Regions from separate parts of the Mus musculus genome. Here regions 1 and 2 are each linked to region 3. A link is a contact called in public HiChIP or PLAC-seq and capture Hi-C data. All regions are on one chromosome and are shown on one strand. The core of a region is the stretch at or near the end of the contact, and the rest is flanking DNA. Distances in the headings are between cores, read along the strand shown. Region 1 overlaps A930035F09Rik (a long non-coding RNA gene). Region 2 overlaps A930035F09Rik (a long non-coding RNA gene). Region 3 has its middle 9.6 kb from the start of Gm32590.

Evidence for each region. HiChIP or PLAC-seq counts read pairs in DNA pulled down with a chosen protein or histone mark. Capture Hi-C pulls out chosen DNA fragments and counts their contacts.
Region 1: a contact with region 3 is called in an H3K27ac HiChIP or PLAC-seq map of microglia, with 6 times the contacts expected there. The contact joins two enhancer-like sites.
Region 2: a capture Hi-C map of bone marrow-derived macrophages shows a contact between it and region 3, with 10 times the contacts expected there. The contact joins two enhancer-like sites.

The regions. Positions count from the first base shown.
Region 1 is chr8:128,266,820-128,270,903 of GRCm38.p6, forward strand. All of the region lies in intron 1 of A930035F09Rik (a long non-coding RNA gene), which reads right to left. Among named protein-coding and RNA genes, the nearest start is that of Mir21c, 9.4 kb to the right of the region's middle. Within about 2 kb of position 1,537, at least 28 of the 459 cell types and tissues checked have an H3K27ac peak or open chromatin away from gene starts, as enhancers often do. A contact at or near this core is called in microglia, where this site is marked.
Region 2 is chr8:128,233,503-128,237,268 of GRCm38.p6, forward strand. The region is part of intron 1 of A930035F09Rik (a long non-coding RNA gene); the gene reads right to left. Among named protein-coding and RNA genes, the nearest start is that of Mir21c, 43 kb to the right of the region's middle. Within about 2 kb of position 2,454, at least 33 of the 459 cell types and tissues checked have an H3K27ac peak or open chromatin away from gene starts, as enhancers often do. A contact at or near this core is called in bone marrow-derived macrophages, where this site is marked.
Region 3 is chr8:127,813,323-127,817,266 of GRCm38.p6, forward strand. No RefSeq gene overlaps it. Among named protein-coding and RNA genes, the nearest start is that of Gm32590, 9.6 kb to the left of the region's middle. Within about 2 kb of position 1,644, at least 47 of the 459 cell types and tissues checked have an H3K27ac peak or open chromatin away from gene starts, as enhancers often do. A contact at or near this core is called in bone marrow-derived macrophages and microglia, where this site is marked.

The DNA of each region.
Region 1 (4,084 bases), core at 287-2,786, 450 kb after region 3:
ACTTCTCTTCCCTCCTCATCTCCAAAATCACAAAGATTCATTCTTTCAAAAACCAAAATTTAGATGGAGTCTGATGTACCCCAGGTGGCCTAGAACTCAGCATGTAACCAACAGTGACTCAGCTGGTGATCATCATACCTCCCCCTTCTGAGGGTTGGGACCACAGGTGTTGTTCACCACCATGCTAGGGGATTGGTGGGGTGCTGGGGGTGGAACCCCAGGGCTTCCTGCATACACTCTATCTACTGACCCACACTCCCAGCCCCTCCCCTCATTCCATGACGTTAGAATCAACAGATGCCCCAAGCTTCACGAATCATCCAAAAGCTCTGATCAGCCTGGACATATGCAGAAGACCCGATGTGGGGGACACACTGAAGGCATTTCTTCAGAGCTGATGGAGCAGTCAGAGTCAACTGGCAGCTATCCCCTCAGCCTCTTGCTTCCTAGAAGTGCCATCCCTCAAAGCTTCGCTTTTGATTATTTATTGTCACATAAACAGTCCAAACATCTATCAAACAAACAACCTAAATGTGAACCCTGTTTGTTTCCTCTGATCCCTTCTCAGCTGTCAGTAGCACCTCCCCTCTTCCCAGGCTCAGGAGCAGCAATCATCCATTATTACACTTCCTCCTCAGTCCCTGTTCATTCCCAAGGGGCTCCCCACTCCACTTCCTGAACAGCAATCCCACAAACAGAGCGTTTTCTTTCTCACTTCCCGCAGTGTCTCTAGTTTAGCCTAAAGTAATTTCCTGCTGGAACTGTGGAGAACCTTACCTCCCCACCACCAGCTCTCCCGCTTATCTCTTCACTCCTGGGAACCTAAGATTTTAGTAACAAAAATGTCTTATTTTCTCAGTTTCTCATGTTCCCAGCCCCAGATGTGTTCTATCCATGGGGGATTGTTTTTCTTTTAGATTCCCAGATTGGTTTCTCACTTCTCAATCATCTCACAATATGTATAGGACCTTCCTTTTAAATAAAATTAGTATTTCATAATATGCCTATCTTTTATTTTTTAGCTCATCATTCTTTTCTTAAACTCCATGCTGCCCCTGATATGAGTGGCTGGCCCCAATACCACAGCTCTATGTCAGTTCTTCCTTACAATTCAGAGATTCTCTGCATTGTAGCATATTGGAATTATAGGTTAACACACACACACACACACACACACTCATACAAACTGTACCATATCCTCTTCCAGAACTGTTTATTTATATACAACAAAGACTTATTTTGTTGCTAAGTCGTAAATACATGGTTTCTAAACACTGGTTATTTTGAATCACAACAAGCATGTCACAAGATGTGATCACTGCTATTTCTTTAAGAACACTTCCTGACCTTAGACAGGAAATGGGAAGTGGGCAGCCCTAGAATAGCTTTAAGGAAATACTGTGTTACAGAAACTACTGTGGGGATAACATGGGCCATTTCCTAGCCCAGGTAAAGGCAGGAGCAGAGGAAACCTGTCTCGGCTGCTTCACAGGGAGTATTCATACAAACTGTAAAGCGCCATTCTGTTTATTTAATGGCAGGACTTGAGGACCAGGGAGTGATTTGTCTAAAGTTAAGTGAGGGAGCTGGCTTGGTGCCTACTGTAAGTACGTGACACTGGACTCTTTGAGTCCTCGTCCTTGCACCCGAGTCTCTTCAATATGGTGTTTGCAGTAATGTTTCTGGTGGAAAAGCCTGCTGGGTTCCACAGAAGTCCCTGTTTCCTCTGTTCGAAAACTCATTGGCCCCTTTGTGGCACTGTAGAAGGGCTTTCTCTTACTATCTCAGGTGCTTGCCATGTTCATGTATGGCCCGGTTTTGTTGGCTTCTGTGCCTGATCACTTTGTCTTGTTGCTTCAGAGCTGTAGCTTGGAAAGTACCAAGAGCAGATCAGCTCCCTGTGTGGCCAGGAAATGAACAAGATAAAGGGCAGAGGCCCTATATTTTCCTTAAAGGGTGCACCCCTAACAGCTAGAAGACTTCCTACTACTTTTCTCATCTTCATTTCTGACCACCTCTCAAGGGGTGATCTAACCTTCAATCCATGGGCCCAGAGACATTTCAGATACAGACAAAAGCAGACTTTCTCTTTGGTTCCTCCCAGAGCTGGACAGTACAAAGATGGGTAGAAATGGCCAATGCTGTCCAATTATTACAACTCCATGCTATTCTAGAGACTGCTTCCTGTTTTAATATAGCCCTTCCTTCTAGAACATCCCTTAGAACTCTGTCATAACCGCTTTCACTGCTTAACACCTTGGGTTTGAATATGCAGTAGCAAAATAGAGATTTTTCACTGAAGCAGTTTCAAAGTCTCTTCTAAGACAGCAAGGAGCAGCGTGAGGCTCAGCCCCAGCAGCCCCAGCAGCCCCAGCAGCCCCAGCAGCCCCAGCAGCCCCAGCAGCCCCAGCAGCCCCAGCAGCCCCAGCAGTGTGATAGGAAGATGGAAGCACCCTCTGTTCTTTATGGATCACAAAGGCCTGAGCTAATTAGCGTTATTAGAAAGCCAATTAGACATACATTTTATTTCTCTGTGTGGTGGAAAGGGAGTATGCAGAAGCTGACTATGGAGGAGACACCTTTGCCTGTACTGTTGTGGACACGGTGTCTGGAGAAGACGGAGGGAAACTAGGTGGGGCCTGGGGGCTGTGAGATTCTCTTTCTTGAATATGAACTGGACCCAGTGCTCACACAGTCTTAGACTGTCTTTGGTGTACAACGAGCTTCTTTGCCTCATTCCCTGTTTTCCAGTGAGTTTCCCTTTTAGCTCATCTCCATTTTATTTTATTTCTTTCAGTCTTGTACTACTGGATCGTGTTGAATTCATGTTAAACACATTGTGGCTTGAATATGAAAAGTCCCCCAAGTAGTGGCACTCTTTTGGCAGGTTGTTGAACCTTCAGGAGTTATAGTTTTGCCACTGTGGGTCTGGAGGTACCATGCCTTCCCCTCCATGTGGACTGCAGTCTTCAACTGTGAGCCAATCCTTTCTCCCTAAGGTTGTTTTTGCAGTGTGCTTGGTCACAACAACAAGAAAACCCATACACCTCCTCTTTATCTATATTTGAGAACCATCAATCATTTTCATCCATCCCTCTTCCCATCCAGCCATCAAGGGGTTCTCAACCTTGTTGGATGCCCCTCTGCATCTCTATTAGCTGCTATATCTTGTAGTGAGCTTCAAGATTATTTCTGACCTTCCCCTAAGAATCTTTGACCAGTTATATTAGCTAATGGAAGCAAGAAAATCAGACTTAAAACTCTAATAGCATCTGTTATAAAATATATCACCTCTCTCTCTCTGTCTCTCACACACACACATCTAACTATGTGCATCCATCAGATTTTTACTTGTATGAACAAGCTTTCATAGCAATCTATGTGCTAACACAGCTCCGAAGGGAGACCCCCCCTTTTCTGTGAGTTGTTTTCTTTGGATTCATACTCAGTGTGCAGGCCTTTCTGGCTCTCCACTGGCAGTACAGAGGAAAAGTATTCATTTTATGCACTCCTTTCTCCTCATCAAACTCCATGCTTCTTACCAGCACTGTGTTCATTTTGGAATGGGTACCACAAACCCCTTAATATCTTCGTGGTCTAAAGACATCCCCTGGATTTCAGAAGTACTTACTCAGGACCTCAGCTCTGCTCTGCTGAGCTGGCTCAGCCCCTGCTAGCTGCTTTCTTCTGCTGTACAGTCTGGAGTCTCCCATGTGCCATTCTGGAAGCTTCATTGCTACTCCCTCAGCTGCTTTGCACAGCTCCAATCCTCATAACCACGGTCTTACTATAAAGCCTTACACTGTCCTCATCCTTCACTTGCCTTTGAGCAGAAGCAAGAGTGACCTCATTGGATAGGCCACTCTTTATGGTTACTCAAAGTAGATGAAACCGTCAGCACAGAATAGTCTAATAAAGATATTTGCTTGCTTTAGAATATGCTGTCACAGCCTTGTGTGTTCCTCTGTGCACATGACTATGCTCCTGCATGTGTGTGCCACTGCATATATGTGTATCTTTGTGTGTGACGGTGGGTGTGTGTCTTTCTGTGTGTGCCAGTATGTGTCTATATCTGTGCATTTGT
Region 2 (3,766 bases), core at 1,204-3,703, 420 kb after region 3:
TTGTCACCTGATATCCAGCTGCAGATCATGTGTTTTGTTCATTTGTTTGGAGTTTTGAATTTACTGTGTCTGGAATGCTTGCATCCCCTGAAATGCATGAAGATGGAAACTTAGCCTCCACTGCAGTAATATTAAGAACTGGAGAGTTTTTAAAGGTTATTAGATCATAGGAGAACATCCCTTTGGAATGGGATTCATACTTTTATAACACTGTCTAAGGGTGTTTGCTCGCCTTTTTCCCTGTATGAGAGAACACAGAAAATCTTCAGAGTATGGGAACTCACTCACTGTATGCCAGGCCTCCTGGTGTCCGACCTTGGATTTCCCAGCTTCCGGAAATGAGGCCAGTACATTTCTGCTGTTTATAAACTGCCAAGCCTACATTATTTTTCTATAACAGCCTGAATGGAGTAGAGACTGTTTTAGGAAAGAGGGAAAGTTTAATTTATTCCATTTTATCTGAGCCAGATGTGATTCTGTGTGTAATTATGAGTTAGTCTGATGAAAACAAGAAATGTTTTAAAATATGAATCTGAAGACTATTCTATGAATAGCTCTAAAATATTTATGGTAAGAACTTATATTTATTAACTCAAAATTTATAGCATCATTAAATGTTGGCCAAAAGTAAACCCAGATCAAATAGTTAACTGTTTTCTTTTAACGTTCCTGCTCTATTTTAACAATCTCTGCAGACACTGACAAGACCTCTTATCTCTGGGCTGAGTTGAAAGCCATTCTTGTTGGCTTTATTGTCTTTTTCAGGAGAGAAAGCTCATTACAGGTTAACAATTACTCAACTCTCTTTTGATTTGATTGTAATCTATAAACAAAAGTTTTCTATGCTGTAAACTTCAGATTTAGATTGGAGGCCTGTGTTTATCCCTGTGCCCAGAAGGTACAAGCACAGAGTCACTGTAAACCATAAGTTGGTACCTACAAACTGTCCATGTTCCGTGGTTTAAAACTGCTCTGAAACTAAGGACTCTGGAGGATCCATCAGTGTTTACACAGTTCCCATGTCTTTTTTAAGGCTTATTTTCTCTTGTTTATCATGTATCAGCTATTTTTTTTCTTATCTTTTCTTTTCTTTGTTTTTCAGATCATCTGACATAAACAAGGCCAGGGTCTGTTTCCTGTTTTGGAAACTCTTTAGATTCAGTTTTAAAATAAACATGTGTGTGTGTGTGTGTGTGATGTGTATGTATATGTGTATGGTATATGTCTAAGAAGAAGAGAAACAATATTCTTTGAGATACAGGAAACCATCCTCACTTAATAGAAGCTAGGGAACACATACACATTTATGGGATGTTAAAGTCTTCCTTTCTATCCCTTTGAAGCCAAAAGCAATGTCTTAGAAGTGGCAAAGATTAGGTCCTTCATAAATCACCTTCTCCCGGCTGTAAAGGTTTTCTGTTTAAAAACCGGGGTAGAACAGAGCCCCTCAGATTGGTCTTTTTGGCTTCATTTTACAGCCCTCGATGACCTCAGCAACCTCAGGGTCTCTGCCTCTGACAAGTTCCCAGGGCTGACCACCCTAGGTCTTGAGCACACTCCTCGGTCACTTTCCTCACTTTTGGCTCCTGGAACCATCAGTGGCCAGAGGCCCAGGTTTCCACTATGACCTTCTATGTGGCTGACGCTGAGATGGTAAATCATGGCAGCAATTTGTCCCTCCATTTCCAGAATCCCTTTGCCTAATCTATTTTCAATTGCCTGCTTCCTACAAACATGGGCCGTGTGGGGAGGGGATGCTGGGTCGAGCGGCTCTGCCAGTTTTACTTCTGCCTATCGCTGCCCTACTTTGGGAGGTAGACAATTGAAAAGGAACATGGAAGAAAAAGCCAGCGAGGCGGAGGAGAAATGAAAACAGAAAATATCAAAGTGCATTCGGATAGATCTGCCCACTGCTCGTGATCACTGTTTCCTTCACTGTGGTCCTCCAGAATTCGTGGATCGAAGAACAACACGAGGAAAGGAACGAGGTGTGGAAATTGAGAGGGATATTGTGAAAACATTCTCAGGAAAAGTACCAGGTAGTTGAGAACTGGAGTCGATAGAAGGGGTGGTCTGGAACTGGTGAGAAATGGAAGGTGGTGTTTTATAAGAAAAACACAAGCAAGTTGCCACCACCAGACATTTTCAGAGAAAGAAACCATTTGCCTGGGGCAGGCTTTCCTTGGTGACTGTAGCCCTGAGTGCAGCACCCTGCCTCCTTTACTTCTTCTTTTTCTAAAGTGCCTTGTCACTGTCCAGCTCCCGTTCATTGCTTTTACTGTACAAAATGCTGAACGTTGTAAGGTCCCATATTTCAAAATTCTGTGTGCAGGGAAAACTTAAAGGTTAAGCTTGGGAGAACATGTTTATAATATGTTTTAACTCGGCAGCACAGAGAACGCAGAAGACAAGCTTTAAGTGCAGCAGAGGCATCACACTCTCTTCTAGAGAAGAAAGAGTCCCAAGGTAGCAGTTTCCACAGAAACAGTGTCCCTTCCCAGGGAAGATCTGTGTCCATATTGCTATAGGAAATCACAGCTACTGGAGTTAATTCTGCATTTCATATTTGTGCAAAAGATCCATGAAAGCAATGAGAATTTTGGTATGTTATACATGGCGATATTTACACAGTTGATACCACTGGCCTCCAGAGCTGCTCATAGAAGGCACTGAGTAATTGTGATTCTCCTGGCATTTCTCTGATTTCCTAGTTTACTCTCCAACCACCTCTCATCAAGCCTGCTTCACCAGATCCTCCAAGAGAAAATGGGTGGGTGACTGTGTCACTAACTGCTCCCTTGTTATTCTCCCATGTCCTTTGTTTAGGAATCAGGCAGTTAAATCACAATGATATGCCATCTATCTTATGTTAATTTCATTTCCTTTGTAAGAACAAAGCTACGTTTTTCATTATTCCATGACAATAATGAGCAACTTGCATGTTTTTTTTTTTTATTATTTCTATCAAAAATAATGAACTAAGGCTCTTCTTCTAGGATGGCAAGGGCAAGCCAAGAAGATAGCCAGCTGCTAGCAAGGATGCCTATCAGTCACATAAATCCAGAACAAAGTCCCACAGACCTGTGATTGGCCCATCTCTACAGTACAGGTATGGCAAAAAAACAACTGACTTCTGTAATGCCAACTCCTCTACTTTACAACTCAAACATTCTCTTTTCTTGGTCATTCATCACATTTAGCTGCCCTCAGATATGAAAGAGATAAGACTCCAAGAAGAGGACTTGAGGGATGGGAGTCAGTAAGAGCAGCTTAGTTTTTCTGGTTTTAAAGGATCAGGATTCTTCTTAGCAGACTAATTGATTGCATCTTTGAAAAAAGCAGCTAGGTAGATAGATGGATAGATGATTGATGATAGATACATAGACAGACAGACTAACCCTCCCTACCACACACACACACACACACACACACACACACACACACACACACACACAGAAACAGGAGTCCTTGCCTAACATGGATGAAGCCCTTTGGTTCTATCCCTAACACTGCATAAATAAGATATGGAGGCCCACATCTATATTCTAAGCACTCAAGAAGTGACAGGAAGATCAGAAGTTCAAGGTCACACCCATCTTTCTATGGAGTCTAAGTCCAACCTTGATCTTACCTCAAAAGAACAATTTACAAAAATAAGGCAATGAATTATACATTTGTTTTGTAGTATTTGAAGACTAGCAGCAAGAATTCAAGTATTTCTTGGTCATGCTAACTGTGTCTTGGGTCTAAATAAAAACTAACTTGC
Region 3 (3,944 bases), core at 394-2,893:
ACAACTCTGCATCTTGATTGGTTACAGTTCTCTCTAATGATCTCTGTCTACGCAGAGAACTGCAAGCAACTAAGTGAGAAGAGGAGAAATAGTCTTCCCCATTAGAGCATCTAACACCAAACGGTCAGTCCTGAAAACTTACATACAAGTAGCAAATAGTCTGAAAAGGATACACTTATGTATTTATGTGTATATACATATGTAACAACAATTGATGAAAAAGAGAGTCCATGAATTTGGCAAAGAGCAAGAAGAGGTATGTAGGGTTTGGTGGGAGGAAAGGGAAGTGAGAAATTACGTAATTATATTATAATCTCAAAAAAAAGAAATCATCTTAAAAATTTAATCTAAAAAAAATCACCTTCAATATTTTACATGGTTGTCATGGTGACCGTTTTGACAGACACAGGATCATGGTTCCTTATGTGGCCTGGGATTTGTGTCCAGGTCTTGGTGGATGGGGACAACTGCCGAACAGTCTTTTTCTGCTCTGAGATCCTGAAGGATGCTATGCTTGTCACCTCTGCTTGCTGCCGTGCTCCTGGCTACTCTACTTCTGCTAAGCTTTCTGGTGGAATGGGTATCTGTACCCGTGGGCCTTCAGATGGAAAGTTCATTAGCAAAATACAGAAAGCAAATAGAAGATCTGGCAGTTTCCTTAGCAGGAATCCCTGGGGTGTACACTGGTGAGCACCTGGGTTTTCAGAAGTGAAGGGTGGGCTGTGGGGATGATGCTCAGTCTCTGGGGCTACAGGCTGATTCCTGTCCTTTTTTCCCAACCTCCTCGAGATCCTCCTTATTATTCTACAGTGTACTTCTAAATATTTTTGTTTTTTTGAGAGTCTTAGGCATTTACCTTCCAAAAGACAATTTTGAATAAGGTCAAAGGGATATCTGCTGTCCCCACTTAGAATATACAAATTAAAGAATTTATTTCCCAGGAGCTGGCTTTAATTATTAGTCATATGGAGGACTTGGGGATCCTGACTTGGGAATCAGGATATTACGTCGTCACGCTAGAAGACTGTTTTGAACCTTCACAGACTGATCCAATTAATTGCTCCTTCCCACTTCTTGCTGCCTTTGTGAGCCATTAGTCCCTCTTTTGAACTCCACTTCCTGCTCACCACTCAACCTTCACAATCCCACACAGATACTCTTTTTTTTTTTTTTCCCTCCCCTTTATCTTGGTCTCTGTTTTGGTTTAGCTGTCTTTCCAATCCTCTGAATGAAGACTTGACTTGCACATAAGGGTGTCACCTGTGAACTGTACTTCTTGGTGGAGGATGGAGGGGACTGGGATTCATCATTCACTGAGGCCCCAGTGTGAAGTTTCTAGGGCCATGATTAGTTCACTTGACAATTAGAGCTGTCATCTTGGTACAGTGGCTCGTAGTTGAGCCTACCAGCTCTTCTGCATCTGTGGAGTCATGATCAGCCCTGTTTATCTCTTTTACAAAACTTGGACAGGGAAACTCAGCAACCTGGGTTTTGCCCTGACCTCACATGAGCTGGAATAATGCTGGTGGTTTGTACTGAGAAGGAGGTAAGGTAATCTCACACAAGCCAAGTTGTAGGGAAGAGACAGCGATGTATTCTTTCGAGGTTACACCCCCAATGACCTACTTCCTGAAACTTGCTCCACCCCCTGTGCCTTCTATCCCCTCTCACGAGTTCATTCAACTATGAATGCACCAGAAGATGAAGAGGAAGCTGAAACTAGCTTCCTCATGATGTAGCCACAGCCTGAAAGCCGAAGGTCTCAACAGGGTACTGAGGACCAAACCTTCAATGAAATGAGTCTGTGGGGGGATACTTCATATTAAAACTGTAAGGAGCAGAGAATGATGAAGAGAAAGACATAGTTTGTGGATCGTGTATTAATATATGAGTTTCAGAGAATTAATGCTTGTTCTCAAAATATACCTAAGCATCTGAGGAAACCGAACAAAACTGAGAGAGGTGAAGGAAGAAAGGATGCTTCTAAAGATAGATGCATCGCTTCCCCTGCCTCCTCCCCCTCTCCCTCTTCCTCCTCCATTTCTTATGAGTGCAGGGATCACAAGCCTGTGCTACTACACTCGGCCAAATGGGGTTTTATTTCTCTCTTTTTTTTCTCTTCTCAAAATAGCTTCCTTTGATTTTTTTTCAATCAGTATATGTTCATTATATAAAATAATGTGTCTCATTTTGGCTCGTTCATGTGCGTATGCTATGCACTTTGATCATACCCACCACCATCCTCATTTCCCCCTCCCCTTTCCACTGAACACTTCCTCTTGCCAAATAACTTCATTTCTACTTTCTTAAAAACCTAGCCTCTGATAGGAAGAAAGGCGTGTCATACTTGTCTTTCCAAGTCTGCCTTATTTTTTATATTATCGTTATATCCAGTTCCATCCATTTTCTTAATAATATTATTTTATTCTTTGAGGCTAAATAAAAGTATTGTATACATGCACCACATTTTCTCTTGTCAGTCACTTCTTGATGGACAAGAAGTCAGAGGTGTCAAATTGATGGGACAGAGGCCTATAGCATGATTGTGCTCAGAGTAACCTTTGTGTTCCTTTCTTCTTCATTATCCTATCCCTGGTCTACTCGACCTTGCAATCATGATGCTTTCTATCTGCTCCAACAGCCCCACCCTGCAAGAGCTTTATACTTGTGCAGCCATAGCCTGCTATAGCTCTGGTGTCTCCCAGTCCAAGATACCTGCACATGTGTGTTTCTCTATGTCACAGTAATTTGGATGTGCTGGTATACATGTGTTGCATATGTGTGTGGAGGCTAGAAATCAACCTCAGATGTTGTTCTTATTCTGGTGATATTCACAAAAGCTCCTGGAAGGAACGTGAATGGTGTGGTTGGAGTCAGGAAGGACAGACCAAGGTTGCTGGGGTGTGCTTTAGCTCACACTCAACACCTGCTCAGGTGAAGCCCAGGCTATTCACAACTGGAAAGAGGGCAGAACGATCTCCAGAATTCCAGTTTTGATATTTGACTTTGTGCCTTTTTTTTTTTTTGTCATCTCGTTAAGTGATGTGTTGGAAATAGTAATGTTTGCAATAGGGCTCTAGATATAGAAATATGTTTCTTCCCTAGAGTTAGCCACCTAGCTGGCCAGTCCTTTGTGTTTGGTTGGTTTTTGGCTTGTATGTGTGTGTGTTTTGCATGCAGCTCAGTGTACAGATATGCAGACTCATGCATACATATACAGAAGCCAGAGGAGGATGTTGAATGTCTTCTCTGCCTTTTTCTTTTCAGTCAGGATCTCTGAACCAGAAACCTACTATTTTGGCTAAGTTTGATGGCTGGAGGGCTCCTAGGATCTGCCTGTCTCTACTTCCAATGTTGGCGTTAGAGACACATGAAGATTTTTATGTGGGTACTGGGAATTCAAACTCATATCCTCATGATTTCACAAGGGCATCTCCATCGTCCCTGAACTGGCCTAATTCTCAAAAATCTCATTGGCTTGCACTTTCCAGTCCTGTCCCAATGTGTCATCTCCCCAAGATTATGATGCCACTGACATGCTACTGAAGATACCCACAAAGCCATAGCAGGAGCAGTCAATAATGAGAGTCTTTGGTTTAGAAAGCCAGTACTTCTGGGACATCAACAAAGAGAGCAGCCTAAGAAATGGAGGTAGTGTGATCACAGGTTAGACACCTGCTTGGGCCATGTAGCAAGATCCTGTCTCAAATGGAAAAAGAAAAACCAAGAAAACAGACATGACATCACCAACCAGAGCATAATGGGAGATAAGGTAGGGCTATGAGATGACAAGGAAGTGCTTTCAGCATCCAGAGGGCCACCAAGTGCCTTGTGCTTTGTTTAATACACCACATTCTAAGAGTACAGACTTCCAGGGTAGGTCTTTTTTTATTAGACATTGAAGGAGCAGCATAAAGATTAAAATATTTATAAGAGTTTTAGAG